2 separate regions of the Bactrocera dorsalis genome follow, and region 1 is linked to region 2. The links are chromatin contacts, called in public Hi-C maps. All regions are on one chromosome and are shown on one strand. Each heading gives the region's core, a stretch centred on a gene start, on an enhancer-like site or on the middle of the called end of the contact. The rest is flanking DNA. Distances are from core to core; before and after follow the strand shown. Region 1 holds the start of LOC105225971 (homeotic protein Sex combs reduced). Region 2 has its middle 31 kb from the start of LOC105225972.

What was found. A called contact is a pair of places that touch in the nucleus more often than the background predicts.
Region 1: a Hi-C map of whole body shows a contact between it and region 2, with 6 times the contacts expected there. The contact joins the promoter of LOC105225971 here to the enhancer-like site in region 2. A contact is called at or near these places in 2 of 2 Hi-C or Micro-C datasets (both in whole body).

What each region holds. Positions count from the first base shown.
Region 1 is chr5:66,738,228-66,741,415 of ASM2337382v1, reverse strand. It overlaps LOC105225971 (homeotic protein Sex combs reduced), which reads left to right and starts at 1,839. Exons shown (of 4, transcript XM_049457455.1): 1 at 1,839-3,188. The coding sequence starts at 2,353.
Region 2 is chr5:66,682,124-66,685,330 of ASM2337382v1, reverse strand. No RefSeq gene overlaps it. Among protein-coding and RNA genes, the nearest start is that of LOC105225972, 31 kb to the right of the region's middle. Within about 2 kb of position 1,855, the one cell type or tissue checked has open chromatin away from gene starts, as enhancers often do.

The DNA.
Region 1 (3,188 bases), core at 590-3,089, 56 kb before region 2:
GAAAGAAAAACCGGGTAATAGTGGGATCAACTCTGATATCTAACTTAACTTCTTTGGAAAACATGATCCCTGGAACGCAAAATCCAATTAGTAATATTTTTATGCTTTTGTATGACGTTTCGTTAACTCCAATGATCTTTTTGGGATAACTTTTCCCGCAAAATTTTCATATTCACTTCAACAATCTCTACTTTTTCACATTGAAAACACACTGTCCAACACTTTCAGTTCGCGACATTCATATAATACGTTTATAAACCCCCCTTACATCCGTCTGCCCGGCCGTCATACATACATTCCGCTCGGCTGCTTGCTCCTCCAATCCGAAATAGTGTATTTTAATGACGTACATAATAAAATTCCCATTCGTTTTGTGCCAATTCCATATAATTCCAACCCAGCCAGCCAACTCGTTGCTTGGCTGTTTATTGTTACTGTTGTTGTTGCTGTTGCTGTTGATAGTGATTTTCAAACACTGATTTCTCCACTGATTTACTTACTCGAACTACATTGAAAAGCGAGTGTGCGGCAAGCCTCCACCGGCCAAAGTCGTAATAAACGACGAACAACCCTTCAGCATGAGTAAAATGAACAATAAAAGCAGCAACAAAAACAACAACAGCAGCAAGAGGATGTGTATGAGTGGTAAACTGTATTAGCTGCACTCAACAGCAACAAATACAAAAACAGTAGCAACAATAATAAGAAGAGCAACAACAATAACAACAAGTGAAACAAAGATAACAACGAGAGTAACAACAATAACAAGAAAAACAACTATAGCAATAAGAGCAACAACAATAACAACAAGAGCAACAACAATAATGTCGAAGAGTCAAGCAGTTTGTTGCGCTCTCACTCGCGCTCACACATTTCGGACTTAATTGTTACACACTCACACTCAACAACAACAATGTTAGCATTAATAACAACAACAACACTAACAAGTATACGCTGAACTATGAGTCAATGCAGCAGAAATGTTGGTTGGCAAGCAGCAGAGCGGAAACGGAGGTGTAGGCAAAGCGGATTTGAGGAAACAAAACGCTTCAACGTCTCTGTGTGAGTGTGTTAGTGTTAGTGCTGTTGTTGTTTCATTGCTGCTGTGCTGGGATTCCAATTTCTTGCTGAGCACTTTTTGGCTTATTGGTCTCTTTGTTATTGCTTGCCGTGTGAGCTGCCGTTGCGAACACGAACACCGCTACAGCGGACGGACAAGCAGAGTCGACACAACGACGGTAGTCAATTTGGAAATCATTCTGTAGTCTTAGGCCTAATCAAACGGACGGTAAATGGTAACGCGCACGCCAGTCTGAAGGAAATCGCTCAAATCATAATTATTATTTGAAAATATCAAATCAAAAAACGGATTTTGAATAACGCTTGTATTGGAAAAGAAATAGTCGCACAACGTCGGTTGAGTGCGCATAACGGCGTTATCGAACGAATGAAAGCACGTCAAGTGTTAAGTGGTTTTTAAGCAAAAGTAAAGTGAAATTGCGGAAAAATTTTTAACTTTTTGAGAAAAAAAATTTTAAAAATTCAACTGTTTGAAAAAAAAATTTTGAAAAAATTTTAAAAATAAATGAAAAGCAAAATTGTTTGTAGAAATTTAGTCGAAACTAGCAAACTGACTGCGAGCTCAACTGGCTATATAGTAATTCAGTAGATATTGAGTAGCCGTCGTGAATTTTTTAAATTAAAGAAAAAATATTCAAAATCAAAATTGTTTTTCTAAAAAATATTACTTTCTTACAAAAAGTGGTATTAGCTTTGAATAAGTTGTCTATTTTTATTTTACACTGAAAAAAAATTTAAATAATTAAGTGAATTTCCACTGGAAAAGTGAAAAAGTGCAAAGTGTTACGGAAACTCGAAAAAAACCCCAAAAAAAGTCCCAGAAAAGTACTAAATTAAATACACCTCACCAACTGGCGCCCAACATCCACACTGGGTAGCCCTTATTTGCCAACGACGCCCGCGGGCCCTGAGAGTCCGCATGCCGCAACCGCCGTTGCACACATAACCGCCGTGCAGCCGCTACCGCCCACGCTACATGCCTACAACGGCAACCACAACGACGCAACACAACACAGCCATCACCCGCTGCTGCCGCAAAAGCATTTCCAGCTTTCCGAGCACTCCGCTTTCAATTTAGCCGCCACAGCGATCGCTGGTGCCGCCGGATTTCCCAACAGCGCGGCCGCTTTCTATCAACGTCTCAACAGCTTTGCCGGCGCAAGTGAGAGCACAAGCAACTCATCACACGACTACTGCCTGCCCACGTACAGTAGTGGCGGCCACGGCAGTGAACAACAGCAATTGCAGCTACCAACAACAAACACAGACAACATGGATCTCATAAACCCCTATATGCGCCATCACAGCTTTGCCACGAGCCAAAGCAGTTCGCCGTCGGCCATGGCCATGGCGTCCATGGCCAGTCGCAGTCCACCAACTGGCGCGGCCGCCTTGCATCATCACCTACCAAATGCCGCCGGCTTGACGAACGGTTTCGCCGAAGCGGCTGCCGCTGCAGCAGCTGCGCACCATGACTATCAGAATTTGGCCGCTGCCGCAGCGAGTCGCGATCATTTGCTTGACTATCATAATGCGGCAGCTGCGGCCGCCTATGCCGCCAACAATAATAATCTTGCCAGCCCACTTATGCTGCTGAAAGCGCCGTCAAAGCAACTGCACTCACACAGCCATGAGACCAGCGGCACAAAGTCGACGCGTTCGGCTGAGGATTCCTCCACACCGCCGCCTTTACTGTCGGCGGGTAGCGTTGGTGGCGTCGGTGCTGATCACTCCTCCGTCACTTCATCGTCCCGCCTGCAATCCGAATCGCCCGATAATTGCGCCAACTCGCTGCATCAACGTAATCGCTATGACAATAACTCCAGCCCCGGTGTGGATAGCTCCAAATCGTATCCGGTGAGTCAGCGTAGCGGCAGTGCTGGCGATGAGGCGGGCAATAATAGCGAGTCGAGTCCGCCACCGCCGGACTACAGTCCGGAGAATCTCTCCGCTAATCGCGCCAAATATGCCAATGCATTGCAAGCGCATCACAACAACAATAATAATAACAATAATAACAACATAAGCGGTATGCACTCGTTGGGTGTGCATCACAATAACAATAACAATATGTTGGAACATAAATTGCCATTGAGCTTTCTGGGGCC
Region 2 (3,207 bases), core at 606-3,105:
AGAAACAAGAGAATACGGGAACATCGACCTGCTCCTATTCTATCGATAGCGATTTTAGGATGCCTTTCCTTGCTTTACAATTTCCTGCGATTCCGCCGTGGCCTGGCAGCCATACCAGTCATCACAAAGACACTCGATGCTATTGATAGCGCGGTTAGGCACTTCTCGACAAACCCTGAGCGCACAGTTATGGAGTTCAAGGCTAGTATCGCCGCTCTGCTATCTGCGTGTATGGTCACTTCTCTGAAGGAGGCTGCATTCTGGAGCAATAGATCAACTGCTACCTTAATGGCTGCAACCACGGCTTGAAAACAATGTCACGAAGTCTGGAGCTGGAGTTGATAAGGATCTCCTGATAATAAATCCTCCACAAATTTTCCCTCAAGCTTGGACCCATCCGTAAAGAGACTCACTGCCCCTCCCTCCAACGACTTCTTCTAATCCACAATTCCTTGTCGGTATATGGGCAGAGAAAGAGTCGCTAGAGTTCGGTTTGGCGACTCCATGATGCAAGTGATCCGGTATGAAATTAAAGTGTCTGAGGATATCCGAGTGTTCAGATACGTGTGCTTTTAATAGTTATTATTTTAAAGAAATAAGTTGAGGTCATGAAACTAAGCGAGATAGATATAAATATATATATAATATATAATCAGGATGACGATAAAAGTTGAAATCCGTCCGGCCGTCCATCCGTGCAAGCTATAAATTGAGTAAAAATGAAGATATCCTGATGAAACTAGATATTTTCCTTAGCAAAAAAATAAAGAAGAATTCGTAGATGGACTTAATCGGACCACGCCCACAAAATTTCATTAAATGTAAACGTATAAAGTGCCATAACTAAGCACTAAAATTAGATATGGAAGTCAAGAGATCGCAGTAACAATGGAAAGGAATTTTCAAAAAGTGGGCGTGGCCCCGCTCTCTAAAAGGTTTACTGCATATTTGTCCGTGGTCTAGGATAGCCGAGTTCTCTTAAGACAATTGTTATAAGAACTTTTTCTAACAGCGTGAAAATGGTTGAAATCGGAAGATAACCCCGTCCATTTCCCATATGTATAACGGTACTGTTAAAAACTACTAAAAGTGCGAGAAATCAATAACTAAATACGATAGAGACCTAAAACTGTACACCCGAGATGGTATTAGAGGGCTTTATGGGAGCCAGGTCAAAAATTGGACCATGGGCTTGGCAGTACTTCTATTTTTGCTAGTCGTAAGATTATAAAATGTTCGGTTACACCCGAATTCAGCCTTTCCTTATTTGTTGTACTTACATTTTGATGTAATATTGAAAAAATAGTAAAAAAAAGAAATAATCCTTATTAAAAAACAGCATCTATAAGATTATAACAACAATATTTCATACACACACTAACAAAAATAATGGCCAACAACGTACCTTAGCATTACTTACCCACACTCCAAACACTCATCCATTACCAATATCTATAAAACTTGTATGACTATAATTATTATGTCCATATGTATGCATGTCCAACACATTCCATGTCCCCTGCCACTTCATAGAGAGACAAGTGGCATTAAAAGTGCTGACAATAAGTTCAAAATGAAACACTCCAAAGACCCCCGACCACACAGCCGCAGCGAGTCCATAACTACCAAGGAAATCGCCGGCAGCCATGAACTGTTTGGAGTAACCAGAAGGCCATAAAATAATTCACCACACACCACCACGGCAGTGGATTGAGTAACAGCGGGGCGCACAGCTAACAAGCAAACAAGAAGAGTCTACGCAACCGCCGGCCACACAATCATAAACAAGCAAGCAGCCGCCTGCAGTCGCAGCAACAGACGCAAAACACACTGCTGCACAGCTTGAGTGACTGCTGGCCGCCTGAGTGGCTGAGCGGCTCAAGTGAGTTGAGTCAGTTGAGTGAGTGAGCGTGGCCACGCCTACGTGGCAAGCGACATGGCCACACTTGAAAGATGGCAAACATTTTGGGCTAAAAAACGTACAAAATCAAATTGTTGTTGCTGCTTGAAATGCGCAGGTCTCAGCGCTGTTCCATTGCCACGGCATTCCTATGGCTTGCTGGGTTAAGAGTCTTTTAGATAGCAGCGTAGCAAGGCTTTGTGGCAATTGAGCAGGTTCTGCTGCGCATGCTTTGGTTGGTTGTTGTTGTTGTTGTTGTTGTTGTTTGCAAGCATATTGTTGCTTTAATGGCATAATTTTTAATTGGAAGGGGCATGTGCGTGCGTTTGTGCTTGAAAATGAGCATAAAATTTAAGCAACAAAAACAGCAACAACAAAAGCCACAGGCAATAAACGCACAAAAACAATTCCATTTTCATGTGTAAGCAACAACAGCCAGTTGTGGTAGTGGTAGTAGTAGTAGCAAACACACACTGCAGCAACGGCAATAACAACAACAGCAACAATAATATCAGCAACAACAACATCAACATCGGCGACGATGGAGTCCATTTTGAGTTTATTGTTTGATGATTTGAACATTTTATATGTTTTCGTGTTGCTTTGTTGCTGTTATTGTTATTTCGTGTGCTTGCTTGTTTGTTGTTGTTTTTATATTTTTGTAGTTGTTGCTTACTTTTCCTGTTGTGTAAGTATTTGTATTTGTTTTATGCAGTTTTTAATAACTCTTTTTTACCGTTACGAGTTCACGAGATCTTTCGTGGTATTGGTTTGGTTCCTATATACATACATACACACAAAGAAACTTATTCATACATACTTGTATATTGATATCTGCACAAATAAAGGCTCAATTTTAAGGTATTTATATGGAGGTTGAAGATTCTCAATTGATCAGGCTTAGATAAATGTATTTGTATGAATGAATTTATGTAGACATACGGGTTATATGCTAAATAAAAGGGCAGATAATTAATTTTCGTGGCAAAACCAGAATTGATAGTCAAAAAGCTTTTGGTATCTGTTTGCTGGGTTTCGGAATCAGCTATTAGAGACTGCTCTCTTACGACCAAACTCTTAGTACGAGCCTGTACTGCCAACAATTGAACCGTCTGAAGGAATCAAAGGCACAGGTAGTGACATATGTAGGTAGTGACTCGCCAGCAGCTTCGTAGACTTTACTGAAAGAAGTTCTTATCCACCTTATACAGTTTTTTTAGAAATATGGTTTTCAAGGAAAACATCCACTTAAATATGCGCTCACAAGTGTTTGAGTTTTGACCTCCCAAACGCAGGACACTCAAGAA